Linked DNA regions of Mus musculus: all the other regions are linked to region 3. Evidence: chromatin contacts called from public HiChIP or PLAC-seq data. All regions are on one chromosome and are shown on one strand. Each heading gives the region's core, a stretch centred on a gene start, on an enhancer-like site or on the middle of the called end of the contact. The rest is flanking DNA. Distances are from core to core; before and after follow the strand shown.

What was found. HiChIP or PLAC-seq counts read pairs in DNA pulled down with a chosen protein or histone mark.
Region 1: an H3K27ac HiChIP or PLAC-seq map of embryonic stem cells shows a contact between it and region 3, with 2.8 times the contacts expected there. The contact joins the promoter of Cyp2b10 here to the enhancer-like site in region 3. A contact is called at or near these places in 10 of 39 promoter capture datasets (the HPC-7 cell line, HPC-7-derived erythroid cells, embryonic stem cells and 3 more), 1 of 115 datasets of contacts at active chromatin or transcription factors (embryonic stem cells) and 1 of 9 other capture datasets (embryonic stem cells).
Region 2: a contact with region 3 is called in an H3K27ac HiChIP or PLAC-seq map of embryonic stem cells, with 5 times the contacts expected there. The contact joins two enhancer-like sites. A contact is called at or near these places in 8 of 115 datasets of contacts at active chromatin or transcription factors (embryonic stem cells and stem cell-derived neural progenitor cells) and 2 of 9 other capture datasets (embryonic stem cells and liver).

Annotation. Positions count from the first base shown.
Region 1 is chr7:25,896,350-25,899,263 of GRCm38.p6, forward strand. Cyp2b10 (cytochrome P450, family 2, subfamily b, polypeptide 10) reads left to right here and starts at 1,309. Exons shown (of 9, transcript NM_009999.4): 1 at 1,309-1,506. The coding sequence starts at 1,336.
Region 2 is chr7:26,705,932-26,708,631 of GRCm38.p6, forward strand. No RefSeq gene overlaps it. Among named protein-coding and RNA genes, the nearest start is that of Cyp2b23, 21 kb to the left of the region's middle. Within about 2 kb of position 1,285, at least 10 of the 459 cell types and tissues checked have an H3K27ac peak or open chromatin away from gene starts, as enhancers often do. A contact at or near this core is called in embryonic stem cells, where this site is marked.
Region 3 is chr7:26,385,486-26,388,185 of GRCm38.p6, forward strand. It overlaps Nlrp9c (NLR family, pyrin domain containing 9C), which reads right to left. Exons shown (of 10, transcript NM_001042612.2): 3 at 1-396. Among named protein-coding and RNA genes, the nearest start is that of Nlrp9c, 17 kb to the right of the region's middle. Within about 2 kb of position 1,391, at least 3 of the 459 cell types and tissues checked have an H3K27ac peak or open chromatin away from gene starts, as enhancers often do. A contact at or near this core is called in embryonic stem cells, where this site is marked.

The DNA of each region.
Region 1 (2,914 bases), core at 59-2,558, 490 kb before region 3:
ATAGAACATGTTCTGAGCGGATCAATGTTACCCCTGTACTGGTGGGCTAATTAAGAACTTTCTATTTCCCTCTTAGCTTTTTATTTCCTTTTAGCAAGAGGGAAGGTCAGAGAACTTCCTGTGCTGTGAAAACAACAAGGAGGATGAGTGGAACCATTTGTCCTTAGACACAGTGGTCAGAGACAATCTGAGTTAGGGTCTCTATTTCTGTGATAAAACTTCTACAGGCAACTTGGGGAGGAAAGGATATATTTTGCTTGCAATTTATAGTTTATCATCCAAGGAAGTCGGGGCAGGAACACAAGGCAGGAAGCTGGAGGCAATGCAGAGGCCATGGAGGGATGCTGCTTACTCATCATGGCTTGCTCAGCCTGGTTTCTTATAGAACCCAGGATCACCAGTCCAGGGATGAAATTTCCCACGGTGACTTAGGCCCTCCAACATCCAATCGCTGATTAAGAAAACACTCTAAAGGCTTGCCTTCAGTGTGATTTTATGGATATATTCTCTCAATTGAAGTTCCCTCATCTCAAATGACTACAGCATGTGTCATGTTGACACAAAAGCTAGCCAGTCCAGAAACCCAGGAGCTCCATCTGCTCTGCCAGGTTTCGCCTCTGTCCACCTGACTTCTGAGCCTCACTACTCTCTTGCCTCTCCTTTTTTCTCCTCCCTTTTCTCCCATCTATGGCTATCATGGGCCAGAGAGTGAAATGGGGGCTCTGGAGAAATTATATCTGCAGACCTTAAAAAAACCTGGATCAGGGAATGAACAGGCAGAGACAAACAAAAGATCATGGGACACTACTCTTGTCAAGCCAAATGTAATCACGTTTACCCAGGACATAAAGAACATACAGAGAGGCCTCCATAATTTAAGATTAGACATGTAAATACACCCCAGACATGTAAGAATAGATTAGGTAGCACATCTAGACTCAGACACAGAAATACACATCCGTACATTCATCTCAGAAATGACCTTTCAGGTATTAAAAGCGTACAGCACACCCGCAGTCTCTTGTCCCAGTAAGTGAACAGACAAAACTGAGCTGACAAGGGCACACCCACCTCCATAAAACAAGAAGCATCACTCCCAGTGCCCTTTTGTCCTATGTATCTGTTTCATGGTGTCCTTGCCAACATCTACAGTGAGGGTAAGGGAATGAGGAGTGAGCAGCCAAAGCAGGGAGTTGCTATGGCTCCTCACGCTCTGGACAATGAGAGACAGGAGGCGGGAACAGCTGAAGTTGCATAACTGAGTGGAGAGGCGGGGCCAGCATAAAAGATCCTGCTGGAGCGTGGAGTGAAGTCAACATTGGTTAGACCAGGACCATGGAGCCCAGTGTCCTGCTCCTCCTTGCTCTCCTTGTGGGCTTCTTGTTACTCTTAGCCAGGGGACACCCAAAGTCCCGTGGCAACTTCCCACCAGGACCCCGTCCCCTGCCCCTCTTGGGGAACCTCTTGCAGATGGACAGAGGAGGCCTCCTCAAGTCTTTTATTCAGGTGAGAACAATATGAGGTCTTAGTGTGGGTTTCCCCCTGCTTTTGTTTTCGGAGGTCACTCATCAGGAAGAGCAAGAGACTCCTTCCACGGTGTAGGTTCAGGTGGGAAGGTTGCTGAGGGGAGGGTGAGATGCTGATTTGTGGTGGATGGTACTCAGATAGACAGGCAAATCTTGCTACGTTGGAGTTGTGTGGGGGCACTTGTGCTTGGGCTTCGAGAGGCGTAGAGGCGTTGAGGTGTGAGCGTGCAGAATTTCACTCCTTGGAGCTTGTCTGTTCCAGAAGAGAAAGAAAAATATCAGAGGCATCAACATGAAGGCTTGCTTCTGCCAGCAAGAGATTAGCCTGAGGTGTTCTAGGACAAAGGGGAAGAGAGGCAGAACAGGAGGAGGGGTGGGTAGGAGTGTTATCAGTTTATTCCAGCCCCTGGCTTGGCACTGACCTATCAGTGTCTATATTGGTGCTTCACACACAGTGTTTCATGTTTAATTACCACTTGCTTACAGCATCTGTAATCAGCATCCGTGATCCTGCCTTTCATGAGAGAGCTGAGGTAGTGACTATAAGTCCCATCCCTCTGTTCTTCGCCGTAGCTGTGGAGATCACACTTTTGAACCTTGTATTTGTTACCACCTGGCTTTTAAAAGATCCCTCCCCTTCCCAGCACTAGTGGCAAATCCAGTTATATTAACTTATTTTTTGAGATGGGGTCTGTCCCTGTTTTTATTTTTTTTTTATTTTTTATTTTTTTGGTTTTTCAAGACAGGGTTTCTCTGTATAGCCCTGGCTATCCTGGAACTCACTCTGTAGACCAGGCTGGCCTCGAACTCAGAAATCCACCTGCCTCTGCCTCCCGAGTGCTGGGATTAAAGGCATGGGCCACCACGCCCGGCTCCTGTTTTTATTTTTTAGGTTGGTTCCCAACTCATGATTCTCCTACCTTAGCCTCTGGAATGATAAGTGTGTCGCCACACACTGCCACACATGTTTTAAACACATGCCTCCCATGTGTGAGGAAAGGTCAAGCCAACATCCTACCTGATTTATTTTAAGAAATCCATTGACAATTCAATGTACACATATGCTGGACCTTTGTCATCTGTGACCCCTCCTTTCCCTCTTTCTCTCACAGAAACCCTTCTTTTGGCCAACATGCCTCTTCCTACCTTGATGCCCCTTTTATGTTTTTACCCACTGAGTTTAGTTAGGGTCGTTCAGGGTGGGTTGATGTGTGGTTTATTTCTTGGAGATAACTTAGTATGAAGCAAAAGGATGGATGCCTTCTGGGCTCTAGGTTCAGGTGGGAGGGTTGGTGAGTAAAAGATGAGATGCTGACAACTTCATGACCATGGGCGGGAACTATTTACTGAAACATGAAGTTAGGAGTAACCATACCATGAAAGTAATT
Region 2 (2,700 bases), core at 35-2,534, 320 kb after region 3:
CTATTTCTCTGTTGTGTCCGGCCAGCAGATCACAGGTCTGGGTTCTAGCCTAGAAAGGCATTTTGGAAACCTGGAAGAGAAGAGGGGCTAGGCGGCGCGAGATAATGATGGAGCTAAGACAGTTATCCATATCAAAGCTCAATTTTACTATTCTGCACACAGTTATGAAGCAGGGGAAGGGGGCCCAATTCCCGACAAATAATCTTGGAGTAAGGTTACAGGTGAACACATGATGGCTTCGGAACAGCAAAGCCACAAGCTCCAGCAGTGGGCGTGGCAGAATGATTGAGCAGCAAGCTCCACCCCTGAGCAAGCAGGTTTCAGGCTGGGGGAGGTTACATCTCCTCCCTGTTGTTAATAATAAAAAAGAAAAGAAAAGGCTTGCCTGAGGCAAAAAAAAATTATCTATACTCAATAGTTCTGCCTAAATTCTTAGGGCTAAAGAAAAAGCCCGTCTCCGTGGAATTTCCTAACTTTTCTTATGGTAAACCGTGTCTGGATAAGACTGTCCTTTCTGTCCTAGTAAACAACTAACAGAATAGCCCTGGGCTGTAGTCTCTGACTTTATAATGCTAATTAGTACTGAATAGGTAACTTTCTAGTTGAATTTTAAGTAGGGCGTTGGAACCCTGGCGAAAGTTGACTGTATGAATTTGAAATGCACTTTATTATGAATAACACTGAGTGGCTATTCCTCCGCATTTTTGGATGACAGGCGGGGAACAAGGAGAAGGGGGTTATGACTGGCTCCGTAGTACAAGGCCAATTGGCTTTTTTAGGGTGGGAGGCTGTGAAGGGCTTGCCCTTCCAACAGTACAGTCTCTAACCTCTCCCCCCCCCCCATTAATTAAGTTTAATAAGGCCATGCTTAACTGAGGTGATCAAATGATTTTCTCATCCGTAGATGAGTGGGCTTTTAACCTTGGCTTGGGTGGAAATTGACCTGATTCCTCCCATGGGTGCTGTCACGACCCACACCTGTGGCTTTTGGCTAAAATAGGAGCTGGAAGTCATCCTCCTCATCTCTGTTATTCCCACAGCCTGAGGAACTAAGGGGACCTTGCAGTAACAGCAAGGGTGGAAAACCAGAGGCCAGCTAAGGGACTAAGCCTGTCTATCAGAATAAAAACCAATCTCTTTTAGTATTAGAAATATCTGCCTTTTTTAGCCCTCTTGGTAAACCTAAATTTTAACTTAGACCGAAAACCACGGTGCTGGAATGTCCTTGAAATGAATATAACAGTTGCCACCTGTATGCTCTCGAGGGCGGGAATGTACGCCCTCAGGGGCGTGGATATACGCCCTCGGGGGCGGGGGATGTTCACCCGCTTCTGTCAGGCCAGAGGATGTTGATTGACCTGCTTGAAAAAAAAAAAAAAAAAAAAACAAGATCTAGGCAATGAGAAAGTAGCAATGCACATCCTCTTTGGGGAAGTCCAGGTACTTTATTCAGTTGCAAATTAGCAACGCTTAAGCTCAGAAGGCCAGAGACTCTCTGGAAGTGGGGGATGTGCTCTGAATTAACTTTGCTAGGTAATTAAGAATATAGGAATCTCTAATATTGGACTGAATATTCGACCAGTCTAAGATTGAGTTAGAATGACTGGTCACACTGAAGAAAAGAGAAAAATCATTATGACTCTATTAAATGACTAATCTCACTAAGTCAGAATATACAGTCTCTGATGTACTATTGCCATAAAGTTAAAAGGCTAGTCTAAACCGGAAAAATGGCAAGCAAGGATGGATCTAAAACATGAATCTAATTTAGTTTCTTAGTCATTTCAATCAGGACACTGAGTCAACTTACCTGCCAGCTTGTCACACGAATTAACCAATATGCTTTTGCAGCGTTCTGTGGAGAGAACCTGTTTTTCCCTTTCCTAATAAGGTAGCTGTTTTAGGATCAATCTATAAGCCAATAAGTAGATCCTTTTAAGATACTATAAAGTATTTATTAAATTCTTTGACATTTAAATTTCAAATTTTGAAAATAAAGGTATGATTTAAATAGTGTGCATGGGAATGCACTAAATACCATGTATGGGGATACAATTTTTCTCTTTTTTGTCTTTAAAGAAGTTAAATTTTTAAAGTTTCACAATATCTAACCTTTTGAATTAATAACTTGTTGAGAAAACATTTTAAATACTTGGCTGTAAAGGGGCAGTGACTAATTGCACTTCTAATCATTTTTCTTAAGGAGCGGTTATAACTAGAAAGCTTGAAAAGTTATTAAGAGTCACATGTGCATTATTTATTTATTTATTTATTTATTAACTAGAAATAAGAGCATTTATTTGTAGCAAATTATTAAGTAAAAGTCCTCAAGAATTAACACTATTATGTGGAAACAAGTAGTAACTGAGGACACTAAAAGGAAAGAATTATACATGCACAATTTTTAAGAATACGAAAATATTATCTTAAGCCATGACTGTTATGAATATATAAAGAATGAGGTTATATATCTAATCTATTTTATATGGACGGCCTATAGACTGTCTGAGATATAAATTTATCTTGGCATTGTTTTAAAAATGTCCAGGCAGTTAGGACAATTTAATAAATGTCTAAAAACCACCTTCTTAAAAGGACAGCATTTTTTCTATGAGTTGTATATGCATAAGCAATTGCAAATTTGAGAATTAATAGCATCTGAGGGACGAACAATCTTAAGCAATTATGAGCTCAGAGATA
Region 3 (2,700 bases), core at 141-2,640:
CAAACAAGATTCTCTTTGGATTGGATAAAATGTCATCCAGTGTCTCAGAACACTCAGGCAATTTACTTGAGATAAGCTCAGCTAAGCTTAACTCTGTGGTATTGTTAAGTGAGAAGACAGAGAAGAAGAAAACATACTGAAACCGGTTCTGCAGTAAAACTCCTGATGCCCAATCCAACATTGCTTTTCTTAAAAAAACTGTTTTTCCTTTTCCTCTAGTACCTAATACAACTGCAGTAGCTGGGTCTGACTCAGAATCAAATATGTCCAGTAATGCTTTGTATTGACGATCTATAATGGTGTTGTAGCTTCTATCAGGCATATAAGTGTTGGTCTCAGATGTCCATATGTATTGAAATAAATTCTTCATAAACTCTTTGTATTTATTTTGTTTATCTGGGTTTGATGAAATCAGAATACAGGGCAATTAGGAATAGAATAGTCCTAAGAATGAATCAGAGTATCTCCTAAATACATGTCTAATGAATAATCTATACTTCTGCATGACCATGGGTTCTGAGGTGAGCAAATAAAAGGAAAACCACCCTCACCTTCTCCTGCAATAACTTCCCATTTCAATTCCTGTGAACCTGGTGTAGGTTTTTCTTTCCCACTGAACTACAAACAGAATGGTTAGGGCCCCACCCAACCCTAACCACCCAACCAGTTCTTTCTATACCCACATCTCTAGGTAGAAAATACTATTGCATACAATTCGTTCCATGCTGGGCCTCCAATCCCCATGCTAGATATGGCATATGAACATTCAAGGCCAATAGAAAAAGGAAGTCCTCAGAAGGCAGGGACAGTTAAAAGAATGAAAAACCTGGATCCCCTCTAGAGTCAATTGTATGTAGGACTCCTTCTCTACCTGACAACTCTATAGTACCAATAAACTTTGATTTCACATTCCCTAGAATTCTTCCTGCTTTTACATGCTTTAATTCACAAAGAGAAATAACTAGTCAGAATTATCTTGGTACCCAACATGGGTCCCTCACTGCAGACTCTCAGTTGGTGGTTTTCTCATATCCATGGTTATATTTCATATATTGTCTTTAAAAGCTTTGTGACCAAACTTATAACTCACCTCTGAACAGCAGCTACTGTAAAGCATGAATTCTGTGTATTTATCGCATTTCAAATTTACAAAGGGGCATGGTACCTCCCAGGAAAAAAATCTGTAAGTATTTCATTTTTACATGTTTTTATGAGGTACGACTCAGATTGTTTCTATTTAGTCTAAAATTTTCCTAACTTGTAGCCTCCCTCAGCCCTGAAGCAGGCTGATCCAGACTTTGACCTTGCTGCTACTAAGGAGATTACCTAGGGTGGAACCTTCCAACCTAGATGGCTCTTTTGTTCTGTCACCTGCCACTGCTCTCTGCAAGACACTGCTATCTGCTGAGAAGCACCTGAGATATTCCAGAGGAATATCCTATCCTGCATGTCGCGTACAGGCTGGCTCCAGACACCAAGAATGGACTGGCAGGGGATGGATGGGCCTTCCCCCCCTTGTAAGCACACTCTCTTAGTAAACTGGCGGGCCTTGAACAGAATCATGTCTTGGTCTCCAATAATCTCTCACCGTCTAAGTCTCTTTCAGCCCCAGCCTGCCTCCCAGGAGTACCCGGTTCAAGTAGGTCACAGGCTGCCATACAACAGATTGGCGTCTGAGCCAGGGACCTTGGGAATGGCGGGAAAACACTGAGGGAATTGCTGTCTTGTATGGAGCTCCAAGGGAAGGAAAGAATCAGAGATCGTATTGGCATGGTGAGCAACAGGTATTTACGCTAGCGCTGGCTTTAAACTTCATTTTTAAAAAAAAGTGTTGCTGGAGGTACGGAAGGATACGGGCTAAGTTTGGAACAGTGCTAACCCGGCACTTTTTCCATTTAGGATTTGACAGTGAAATATGTGTAGGACTAGAAACTGTGAATCAGGTAGTTGTCTGCAGCTTTTAAAAGCTGTTTCAGGCGAGAGGAATAGGGTTTAAAATGATGAAACAGGCAGTTGTCCACAGTCGAGAACTGCATCAGGCTAGAGGAATAGGGCTTAAAATGATGGAGTAAAATATATAGAGGAAAATGGATTTTGAAACTCTCCCAGAGACAGAGAGAATTTGAGGGAAGCCCTGCTTTATTCTCTCTGCCTCTACAGCAGAAGTTCTCTGGCCTCTTTGTGTTGTCTAATGTCTGGTGCACCGATTACGTGTCGATTCATGTGTGTTTTGTTTCATTGTCTGAATGACTGAATGTTCTGTGTTTCATGTTGGAAAATAAAGATGGCTAAAACTTTATCTGCTGGTTTAGCAAGAGAGTGGCCACGCTTTAGCCAGGATCAGGCACAGCAGGAGAACTCCAGCTGGAAAAACAGTTTTTTGAGAAAGGGAGTCTGCAGCCTCTTAGTTTTGGGGCAAAAAAGCTGATAGATGGTTTTTTGCCTGGAGGGTTCTCTGCAATTGTGATTAATGTGTTTAGCAAATGACAAAGTGCTTTTTTATCTTATAATTATAGCTAAAAAAATTAAAATTCTTTGATTGGTCTAAATTTGTAAGACTCGTGTAGCCGCTTCATTTGGTTTTTTTACTGGACTTAGAAGTGTAATATGCTCTGTGTGTCTTCATCGTAGAGTATTAGCTTATAAAGTTATTGGCTATGATAAAAAAAGGTGTAACACTGGTTACTAGAAAATTAGTTT